Linked DNA regions of Pan troglodytes: region 2 is linked to region 1. Evidence: chromatin contacts called from public Hi-C data. All regions are on one chromosome and are shown on one strand. The core of a region is the stretch at or near the end of the contact, and the rest is flanking DNA. Distances in the headings are between cores, read along the strand shown. Region 1 overlaps PPM1H (protein phosphatase, Mg2+/Mn2+ dependent 1H). Region 2 overlaps MON2 (MON2 homolog, regulator of endosome-to-Golgi trafficking).

Region 1 (5,907 bases), core at 2,485-4,984:
CTACACTCCAGTTTCATAGAAATAATGCCTGTCTTAACCTTATTAAATTGCTTAAGGTGAGCTTCAGAATCCACTGCACAGAAATTATACCAGCTTCAAAATAATAGCTGGAAGGCCATTGCCAACTCCTTTTTCTTTCCTCCCCCTCTCAATATTAGGTTTTTGAGAGTCATTGTCTTACCGTGTAAACCTTTGGTTTTTTGAAATGCCCACAAGCCCCATGCTGTGCCAGGCAACCCGAGGACAGCTCACACCGCTGTCTATAGCAGGACAGCTTTGAATTTTCCAGATCATTCCTAAACTTTTTTTTTCACCGCAGTAGCCACCCACTCTCTAATTTTCCTGTTTCTAGATGTCCTTTAGGTATTGCGGGGTTTGTGCCATTCTGATTTTCTATAATAGGAAATTCAATATTAAGTAAGAGTTGTCATATAGGCATTTCAGCTTTGTGGCTCTCTTGCCTTCTCTTCCACTTTTAATCCCTAAAAGTAAAGTTCCCCAAGCCTTGCACCTAAGCCTCTAATTTGTCTCACTGATGACATTTATGCAGCTGTCCCTCTGGAGATTCTGAGTGTCACAATATCCTTAAAAGCAGAGCTTCTCCTTCACTGGGAGTTTTTGCTTTATTTATAATAGCTCAACAATGTGGAATCAGAATTCTTTGGACTCTCTTTGTTTCTGTCTACCTGCTTGTCTGTCTCCATCTGTTTGTCTTTTCCCTCAGTGGAATGCTGTGATATTATGATATTCTGTCTTCAACTCCATGTCCTGACATACAACTCCTAAAATCCTTGAAATCTTCAAAGTGATAAGTATCTTTTTGTATCCTAATGAGATGACTGGTGGCTGGCAGCCCCTGGGTAGCTTCTGGATGGGGTCTGTTCATAAAAAAGACCAAGGCAGGATTAGAGGGCTGTGCAACTAAGTAGAATCACACAGTAAGCTGCCGTTGATAATGTAGATGTCAGGTGTATTAATGTGAATAAAATGAAAGAATAGCCTAATTTAGATTTGCCCCAATAATTCGTGTGTGTGTGTGCGCGCACACGCGTGCATGCATCCTCAACCTCATGAGAGGGGAGAAGGGCTGAAGGGTGAGTTGATCACCAACAGCTGATGATTTAAACACTCGTGCCTATGTAATGAGGTCTCCATAAAGGCCCAAGAGAACAGGGCTCAGTGAGCTTCTGGGTAGCTGAACATGTGGAGGTCCCTGGAGGGTCACGTGCCAAGTGAGGGCATGGAAGCTCCACACCGTATGCATCTCTTCATCCATATCCTTTGTAATATCCTTTATAATGAACTAGCAAATGTAAGTAAATTTTTCCTGATTTCTGTGAGCCACTCTAGCAAATTAATCGAACCTTAGGAGAGGGGGGTCTTGGGAACCCAGATTTATAGCTGGTCAGTCAGAAGCACAGGTAAACCAACCTGGGGCTTGCGACTGGCATCAGAAGTGGGAGTCGGTTGGGAGACTGAGCCCTCAACCTGTGAAATCTGATGCTATCTCCAAGTACATAATAGTGTGGAATTGAACTGGAGGACGCCCAGCTGGTGTCTTCTGCAGAACTGATTGCTTGCTGGTTATGTGGGGGAAAACTCTCACACATTTGGTCACAGAAGTCTTCTGTATTGGTTGTTGTGGGATGAGAACAGAGGAAAAACAGTTTGTGTTGTTTTCACTAAGAACTGCTCTTCTCAGTCACTAGTATTTATTGAGCTTACATCTTAAAATCAGTATTCTTTTAGACACCACCGAGGAAGTAAAAGATAAGATCTTATGGTCAGGCACTTTGGTCCACACCTATAATCCCAGCACTTTGGGAGGCCCAGGTGGGCAGATCACTTGAGGCCAGGAGTTCGAGACCAGCCTAACCAACATGGCAAAACCCTGTCTCTACTAAAATTATTAAAAATTTAGCCAGGCGTGGTGGTGCATGCCTGCAATCCCAGCTACTTGGGAGGCTGAGGCATGAGAATCATTTGAATTCCGGAGACAGAGGTTGCAGTGAGCCAAGATCACACCACTGCACCCTAGCCTGGGCAACGGAGCGAGACTCTGTCTCAAAAACAAAACAAGGCTGGGCGTGGTGGCTCACGCCTATAATCCCAGCACTTTGGGAGGCCCAGGCAGGTGGATCACGAGGTCAGGAGATTGAGACCACGGTGAAACCCCGTCTCTACTAAAAATACAAAAAAATTAGCTGGGCGTGGTGGTGGGCGGTAGTCCCAGCTACTCGGGAGCCTGAGGCAGGAGAATGGTGTGAACCCGGGAGGCGGAGCTTACAGTGAGCGGAGATCGCACCACTGCACTCCAACCTGGGTGACAGAGCGAGACTCTCTGTCTCAAAAATATATATATATATATATTTTATCTGGGGGCATTTGTAGTCCCACATTATATGAATATAGAAATATGCAATATCTTATTTATTTTGATATTCTAAATAACAAAAGGAGGTAGTGAAATGTTGACACCTTTCCAAAAGGGAAACACTGTTAAAAATGTTCAGAAACACTCAAGTCAGAATAAATAGTACCCATTTCTGGGGAAAAAGTAGGTACTAGTCACAAAATACAGACGAACAGAAGAGAAAAAAATGCTTCCAATGAGGGGAGATGGTAACAGTTTCATCAAATACTATAAGCTTCTTTGAGAGCAGTGCTTTTCATCTTTGGTCCTCGGGTTGCCTGGCACAGCTTGGGGCTTGTGGTGAAGGTGACTTATGACCACTGGTTTTTAATACTTACTGTGTACACTGTCAGAGGTAGGTGTGCCCCTACAACCCCCTGATTGTATCTCAGATCTTCCTTCATAGTGTGAAGGCTATGTAGCGAATCCCTCCTGTGTCCACTATGAAAAGTGAGCCATGGCTTCCTAAAGGACCAAAATCTCAGGAATTTTCTGACTGACTTCAATTCTGCTTCCCAGCAAGGCCTGGCTTAGCTCTGTTTTGTCACCTATTATATTTATATTGTCGCTTGGCCCAGGACAATAGGTATAAATAAGACAAGTGTCTTCTAAGTCCAGATTTCAAACCTCCTCCCTACTTCTCCACCCTCCCAAAAACATGGTTGAATAATCAACATTTCAGACTCATGGAGGAAGTCGATTCCACTGCAGGGTTAGTTACAGGAAGCCTTTGCCCTCCTAGGGATCAGAACCAAGTTAGCAGTGATTACCCTTTTAACCTGTTAACTATGGGATTTGAGCTCTGGACATAGCCGGGAGGATCTCAGAGTTCTATTTCCTTTTAAGAGTGGGTCTAGATTCCCCGCCAGAGTCGGTTCTTAGGAAGGGAAGAAAATGGCAATATTTTAACTTATGGAACTACTATATGTAATTCCATCACTGGGTAAATGATTGGAAATACCAAGCAGCTAGACTTTGTTGATAAAAACCGTATAAATACATGGTGACATTGTGACAAAAAGGGGGCAAAGTTTATAGTTTAGAAATCTATAAATTGGTGTTTATAGATTAATTATAATAAATAAATTAGTGTTTTCCAAAATTAGCATGTTAATGGTAAATTGGGAACCCACATAGCTGTCTTTATTTAAGTTGGTTTTGTTCTCTTTGTTTTTGTTAGAACAGGAAGTTTCTCTAGGAAGGAATGAGCATGTGATTCCACCAGCAGCCGGCAGGTGGCAATAGTAGGCAGTAGAGTGCTGGTTTTTCTTCCCCATTGCCTGGCTGGCAGATGGCCTTGTTCTCAGAATAAACCGGGATCAGATTTGGATACTAAAACCATGCAGAATCTGATTATTTGTGACTGACACTATTAGCAGTGTGCTCAGAGCCGTGTTTTAACTCAGCTAGGGGGAGCTGCCAGGTCCTATTGAAACTACCCAACACTTGCTCCTTTCTGCTACCAGATATTGCTTTCCTTTTGCAACCTGAAATTGGTAGGAAACAAAGAATGACCTTGGAGTTGCATCATCTATGGGACTTTCAAACCAAATTATTACCATCCCGGGCAATATTTTTCTCTTGCACTTCTTTCCTGCTGAATTAGTCTCATTGCACACACATCTCTGTTTGCTTTTTTTTTTTTTTTTTTTGAAACGGAGTTTCTCTCTTGTTGCCCAGGCTGGAGTGCAATGGCGCGATCTTGGCTTGGCGCGATCTGGGCTCACGGCAACCTCCGCCTCCCGGGTTCAAGCAATTCTCCTGCCTCAGCCTCCCGAGTAGCTGGGATTACAAGCATGCGCCATCACACCCGGCTAATTTTGTATTTTTAGTAGAGACGGGGTTTCTACGTGTTGGTCAAGCTGGTCTCCACTGCCCGACCTCAGGTGATCTGCCTGCCTCGGCCTCCCAAAGTGCTGAGATTACAGGCGTGAGCCACCGCGCCCGGCCCTCTGTTTGCTTTCTCGGCTCCCGTTTCTCCTTGCAACAAGGAGCAAAATAAAATCCCACATGTTAAAAACTGGATCCATTGTTTGATTTAAAGATTAACCTCGCTTAAATGTAGTGTTTAAGCAGACACAACAGAAGATAACTCAGTCCTGCTACCTAGAAAGTTGCCCTGCAAGGTCTTCAGGACTATTGATTAAGCAGATAAATCAATTATCTTGTTAATTGAATCTTATGAGTCATTTAATCGATCCTTTTAGACCATACTTGAATGATAGTATATGCATGTGTTTTGCTAATCAGTTTATTCTAGACACAGGGCTCAGGGTTCATTGACAGCAAAAATAGGGAGATATTCTAAATCAGTCCTTGCTTAGCACAAAGCAGTAAGCAGTTTTTCCCGTGATTTCATTGATTTTTGTAAAAATACCAAAAACTTGAGGTTTTTAAAAAAATACTTCCATGTTTTTATTATGTAGAATATTAAAAACTTAATCTAATCTGAAAGGTGAGGATTTGAAGAAAAAAGGTAGATAATGCAATGGTAAATGTATCTTTATTGACTTAATTTATCATGTTTGCTCTGATAGTAAAAGAACCACCCAGATGGTCCTTTAATGTTCCTTTCAGTACTAAGATTTTGTGAAACATCTTTTAAAGAGGAGTAGGTGGTGTATGTAGGGAAAAAATAAATGTGCTATTTTGGCTTCTAGGGAGGAGGGGGAGGGAAGCAATTATTTTTAGAATATGTTCTAGTTGCACACGGTTTTAGAAGAAATAGAAGAGTGTGTTTTAACGACAGTGAATCCTTCAGGGGGATGAAGTCTATGGAAACACGTCTTTCAAATCCTTCCCACCATGATCCCAGAGAGGACACTTGTAATTAAAGTGTGTGTGTGCACATGTGCATGTATGCACACTTATGTTCCCACACAAATGTGGGGGAGGGAGGTGGCAAACGCATGCACATGTTAGCAAAGTCTCTTGGATTAAAAAGTACTTAAGTTCACTCTTTATGAGAAAGTGCTGCCAAATTTAGCATTCCTTATTCAGGGGGAGCTACAGAGGGAATGTAGCTGAACGTAGAAAAAGGTGAAAGAAATAATGAAATCAGTTAGAAAAAAATATTGAGTCACACTATTAATATAATACCAAGGGGTTAAATGGGTAAGCTAACTGGAATGTTTCCCCCAAAGTTAAAGCAGAAAAGTTTTAGTGCTGAGCTCTTTACCTTGATTTTTTTCCTTAAGCATTACATAATTTTCTAAGCAGAATTTCTTGTGATAGAAACCATGATAAATAATGTACCTACCTGTGGTGTAGCCCGAACTTGCTTAACTGAGTCCCAAAGGAATTTGTTGCCATGGACGGCCCTGTTACATGGACTTTTTGCACCATAACGTTTCTACCTTTTGGATCATACTAGTGGTTTGATCAAGTCTATCAAACAAACATCATTCACATTCTTGTCTATAGACAGTATACAAGCAGTAGGGGTTCAAATAATTTTTTGAGATGAAGTCTCGCTCTGTTGCCCAGGCTAGAGT
Region 2 (5,907 bases), core at 1,186-3,685, 210 kb after region 1:
CCTTATTTTTCCTGGGTTTACTACTTTGCTTTTACAGAGCATATTTTGAAGTAGCTTCCTAAGAAACAATCAATGAGAAGTAAAACTTTTGAGCGCATGTACCTCCGAAAATGTCATATATTATGGTACTCAAAAATGTACCCTGCAGCATCAGCATTACCAGAGAACTTGTTAGAAATGTAAATTCACATGCCGCCCAGTCTTACTGAATCAGAAATTCAGGGGGTACAACTCAGCAATTGCTTGTCCTCTGGTTGATTATGATGCATGCTGAAATTGGAGAATTACTGTTTTACACTCATACTTGGCCAACAGTATGAGTTTTAACATGGAGCTTCCATGTTAAAAGTCCTTTCCATTTACAACTCTAAAACCACTGCTTCAATGTCTTTTAGCATCCAATACTGCGTCTGAGAATTCCACTGTCTGTTTTTTTTTTTTTTTTTGAGACAGGGTCTTCACTCTGTCACCCAGGCTGGAGTGCAGTGGCGTGATCTCAGCTTACTGCAACCTCCACCTCCCAGGTTCAAATGATCCTCCCACCTCAGACTCCCGAGTAGCTGGGATTACAGGCACGCACCACCACACCTGGCTAATTTTTGTATTTTTTTTTTTTTTTTTAGTAGAGACAGGGTTTCACTGTGTTGGCCACGATAGTCTCGAACTCTTGACTTCAAGTGATCCACCCATCTCGGCCTCCCAAAGTGCTGGGATTACAGGCATGAGCCACTGTGCCTGGCCTCCAATGTCTTTTATACTGAACTTTTTTTCTTTCTTTCTGAAATCTTTTAGGGTCTTCTCTTTATCCCAGGTATTCTGATATTTCATAATGACATGCCTGATTTGGGTCTTTTTTCTTTCACTGTTTTTGATACTGACTATTTTTAATCTGGAAGTTTTGTTCTTCAGTTCTTCAGTTTATTTCTTTGATAATTCCTTCTCCTAGATTTTCTTTGTTCTCTCTTTGTCAGATGTCAGGCTCCCTGGATTCATTTTACTTCTCCTTTCTATCTTTCACTGAACTTCACATCTTTAGTTTCTATGAGTTCTTTCTTGTCTTGTTTTTTTGTTTTTGAGACAGAGTCTCCAGTCTGTCACCTAGGCTGGAGTGCAGTGGTGTGATCACAGCTCATTGCAGCCTTGTTCTCCTGGGCTCAGGTGATCCTCCCACCTCAGCCTCCCAAGTAACTGGGACTACAGTCATAAACTACCTCACCCAGCTAACATTTGTATTTTTTGTAGAGATGGGTTTTGCCATGTTGCCCAGGCTTGTCTCAAACTCCTGGGCTCAAGTGATCCTCCTGCCTCAGCCTCCCAAATGCTGGGAATACAGGCCTGAGCCACCGTGCCCAGCCTTCTTTCTTTTTCTACTGCTCCTTTTATATAGCATTTTTTAAATTGTTCTTTTATCTCTTTGATCATCCTAGCTGGTTTTATGTTTTCAGTGACTCTGCATTTTATCTGTTTCCTTCCAATTTCTTTTACTCCCTCTTCATTTGTTTTGGTCTTTCTCTTTGGTGTTAGAGAATTTCCTCAAATGTCTGTGAGCTCTGACTATCAGATCATACTTAAAAGCAAAAGGCCAATCATCACTGGAACCTCTGTTTACAGGTTGGCCTTGTTTAGCAAATAAAAGTTTTGTATGTATATGTTTAAGGAAAACTCTAAGTTTTTTTTTCTTTAATGAAAACTACAAACTTTATTTTTCAACAAAAGCTCAATCAAGTTCAAGACATTTTGTAAGCGATGATACCAGCCATTTAGTTTATCTGTAAACAACTGAGGTCCTGGGAATTTAACCATGTCAATGCTGTCTTTTTTACATTATTGACTGAAGAAAAAGGCTGTCCTTCAATGGTATTTTAAGATCCGAAACAAAAAGAAAACAAAAGGAGCCAAATTACAACTGTAAAGTGGATGCCTAATGATTTCCCATTGAAACTCTCACAAAATTGCCCTTGTCTGATGAGAGGAATGAGCAGGAGCATTGTTGTGGTGGTGAAGGACTCTCACGTGAAGCTTCCCAGGTGTTGGAAAACTCCAAGTTAATGCTGAGAAGACATGTGTCATATGGCAAAGTCACTGAAAGAATGTCCATGCACCTTTCTTGTCTTGGTAAATTTAATACTATACATAGCAAGATATATTTTCAGAAAACTGCCAGTAAAAGTATACTTGGTAACTCAATAGCCCTTATTTAACTTTGGACATTTATACCTAATTGTGAATATTGTTCTTAATGTGTATTTTATTAGAAGTTAAATATTTTCACATACTCTTAATAATAAAAAGTTGGCTACATTAAGATAAGCGGGGTTTAAAATTTTCCCCGAGATTCTCATGTTTGCTAAACCCACACTTTACCAGGCCAGTTTTAAAAACTGTTTGGGCTAGAAAAAAGAACTAGTATGTGAAGTGAGCAGTATGAGAGACATCTAGTGGTCAAACTGTACACATAAATGCTCTTTAAAATGCTCAGCACAAAATAGGAGAAGCTAGTTAAGGCTCTAGTAAATTCTGAGGATTAAGGATCTGCATGGCACAAATTTACAGTTTCTTTTTTCTTTTTTGTTTTTGAGACAGTCTCGCTCTGTCGCCCAGGCTGGAGTGCAGTAGTGTGATCCTGGCTCACTGCAACCTCCGCTTCCTGAATCAAGCAATTTTCCTGCCTCAGCCTCCTGTGTAGCTGGGATAACAGACACATGCCATCACACCTGGCTAATTATTTTTAGTGGAGACAGGGTTTCACCGTGTTGGCCAGGCTGGTCTTGAACTCCTGACCTTAAGTGATCTGCCCGTCTCGGCCTCCCAAAGTGTAGTTTTTAAATCATATATACATATATATGAGACAAGAGTCTTGCTCTGTTGCCCAGAGTGCACTCTAAAATGCAGTGGTACAATCATAACTCCGTCACCTCGGCCTCCTGGGCTCAAGCCATCCCACTTCAGCCACCCGAGTATCTAGGACTACAGGCATGTGTCACCATGCCCAGTCAATTTTAAAATCTTTTGTAGAGACAGAGGCAGTCTCACTATGCTGCCCAGGCTGGTCTCAAACTCCTGGCCTCAAGCGATCCTCCCACCTTGGGATCCCACCTAGCGATCCCAGAATACTAGGATTATGGGCATGAATCACTGCACCTGGCTGATGCCACAGTTTAAGACTTGAGCTCAGGTTTACAAAAAGAGAATTAATAACAAACAGTAATTTATATATCAGTTCCCAATTAAGGCAGCATGATATAATGAAAAGAAGCATGTAGTTCTTTTTAAGCATGAATTTGGCCTCTAGCCCTAAGATTGTGAGCAATTTTTTCAACCTTTCTAAATCAATTTTCTTTCCTGTAATATGGTCTTACCTATCCTCACAGAAATGTTGTGAGAAATAATATAACATTCTAGCATAGTATCTTGTACATAGTTGGCACTGAGTAAATGTTAATTCCCTTAAAAAATGTTGAGGCATCTTATTTTTTTAAATGAACTCTGTAATTTATAGTCCTGAGAAGATGGTATTAATATCTCCATTTTAAAGATTACAAAACTGAGACTCAAAAGTTAATTGACTGCTAAGTGGCAGAATATACATTCATATTTTTATATTCCTTTCCAATCTATGACTTCACAAAACTGGTAACTTCTGTCAGCCTGCAGTGACATCCATGGATTCCATAAAGTGCTTTGCAATTTAATTCTTCACAGTTTGCAGTTATGATATTTAAAAAATTTAGTTCAGTGTTTCTGATATATGATCAGAAACACAGTATTTCACAGAATAGAAACATGGAATAAAAATATTCTATTCCACAGAATAGTCATGTCATAACATTTCTCCTCATAAAGCTTAGTTCTATATTACAATCCTAAAAATCACCTTACCATTCTCCAGTTTACATTACCAAAATCATAGGATTAAACATTTCTACTGACAGTTTCTTCAAAAGTACTTCAATACTTTTTAATACTTAAAAAAATTAACATACCTGTAAATGAAGATGACTGAGAATGTATTGAGCCCTTGTTAAGCATTGTCATTATTTGACCAACAAATTCCTTAGGAATAAAATTGGCATAAGGTAGTATCTCATTGCTGATAAGTTGAACTACCTAAAACAAAAGGGGCAAATGCAAATGTATTGTTTTCTTTGAAAGAGACTAAAATAATTTCTAGAGTAAAATTTAAATTTTACTTTAAATGAAAATCAGTTAAAGAACTCTCCTTTAAAGAAGTACACAAACATTTTAATGTTAACATACAGAATGACTACTAATCTGTTTCTCTCATCTGTCCTAGTAACTTTAATACAAAATAGTCAGTACCATAACTGTTTACTATGCCAACCATTTGGACAAATGTTGATCTTCAGCATGATAACTGCAAATAGGGCTCTAGAGAAAAATAGCATATGAAATTTACCCATGTTAGAATTAAAATATTCAAAATAGGATTAAGAATAACATTTAAATCACTTTTTATAACCAAAAACTATCAGCTGTAAGAGAAATTAAAGTTATATTCATTTTTGTCAAATAGTTTATCTCTAACAGGTAGTATGTTATTTTGCCCTTTAAAGTCCACAAGAGCTTTAATACAGTAATGGCACGAAAGGCAATATTTTGTTTCCATATGATAATGCCTATGCATTTTAAATGTATATTTTATTTATTTATTTTGAAATGGAGTCTTGCTCTGTCACCCAGGCTGCAGTGCAGTGGCGTGATCTCGGCTCACTGCAAGCTCCGCCTCCCGGGCTCATGCCATTCTCCTGCCTCAGCCTCCCAAGTAGCTGGGACTACAGTGGCCCACCACCACGCCCAGCTAATTTTTTTTGTATTTTTTTTTTTTTTTTAGTAGAGACGGGGTTTCACCATGTTAACCAGGATGGTCTCAATCTCCTGACCTCATGATCCGCCTGCCTCCACCTCCCAAAGTGCTGAGATTACAGGTGTGAGCCACCGCGCCCGGCCAAATGTGTATTTTAAAGTAATGTAATTGATTTTATTTACTTAAAAGTTCCTCTATCCCACTTAAAGGAAAAAAACCACCAAAACCCTACCATCAACAAAAAAATCCACAACCACAAGAACTGCTTATTTAAATTCCATTTATAATCCTCAAAATATATTTCTTATTTTTTTACTTATTTTTTTTACTTTTTTTTTTTTTAGAGACAGGGTCTTGCTCTGTTGCCCAGGCTGAAGCACAGTGGTACAGCTGTAGCTCACTGCAGCCTCCAACTCCTGAGCTCAAGTGATCCTCTCACTTCAGTCTCCCGAGTAACTAGGACTACAGGTGTGAACCACCATGCCCAATTAACTTAAAAAACTTTTTTTTTTTTGTAGAGATGGTGTCTTGCTATGTTGCCTAGGCTGGTCTCAAACTCCTGGTCTCAAGCAATCCTCCTGCCTCGGCCTCTCAAAGCACTAGGATTACAAGTACGAGTCACAGTTCCCAGCCTCAAAATATATTCTTTAAAAAACACTATTTGCTTTAAGAATTCCATAGGCTGTATATACAGCTGATTAAAAATTGAAAAATTCAAGCAACTTTCTGATTAATTTGAACCAGAAACATCTGGTATGTCAAACTGCAGAGTAAGTCTCAAATACACTCCTCCTGACTGATGGATTTATTTCATTGAATAAACTCTTTTTAAACTTATTAAATGAACACAACTAAGTATTGGAACAACACGCACAAAGCACAAGACTGTAACAAATCTAAGGAAGTCACTTTTAAAATGCCAGTCCTTTAAACATCAACGTTTAACCTGTAAGAGTTTTAATGCTTTCAGTTTTAATCTTAACCTATTACTTTATTCTTTCAGCAACTGTATAGTTCAAACATTTTTACTATTTGGTTTCAAAAATGGTCACAGGAAAACATTTTAAATAGCCTCCTTACCT

Evidence for each region. A called contact is a pair of places that touch in the nucleus more often than the background predicts.
Region 2: a contact with region 1 is called in a Hi-C map of induced pluripotent stem cells, with 2.7 times the contacts expected there. The contact joins two enhancer-like sites. A contact is called at or near these places in 4 of 7 Hi-C or Micro-C datasets (blood, induced pluripotent stem cells and stem cell-derived neural progenitor cells) and 1 of 1 other capture datasets (stem cell-derived neural stem cells).

Annotation. Positions count from the first base shown.
Region 1 is chr10:33,247,432-33,253,338 of NHGRI_mPanTro3-v2.0_pri, forward strand. The region is part of intron 3 of PPM1H (protein phosphatase, Mg2+/Mn2+ dependent 1H); the gene reads left to right. Among named protein-coding and RNA genes, the nearest start is that of PPM1H, 140 kb to the left of the region's middle. Within about 2 kb of position 3,735, at least 8 of the 24 cell types and tissues checked have an H3K27ac peak or open chromatin away from gene starts, as enhancers often do. A contact at or near this core is called in induced pluripotent stem cells, where this site is marked.
Region 2 is chr10:33,460,451-33,466,357 of NHGRI_mPanTro3-v2.0_pri, forward strand. It overlaps MON2 (MON2 homolog, regulator of endosome-to-Golgi trafficking), which reads right to left. Exons shown (of 33, transcript XR_010148004.1): 29 at 5,906-5,907; 30 at 3,984-4,107. Among named protein-coding and RNA genes, the nearest start is that of MIRLET7I, 22 kb to the left of the region's middle. Within about 2 kb of position 2,436, at least 2 of the 24 cell types and tissues checked have an H3K27ac peak or open chromatin away from gene starts, as enhancers often do. A contact at or near this core is called in induced pluripotent stem cells, where this site is marked.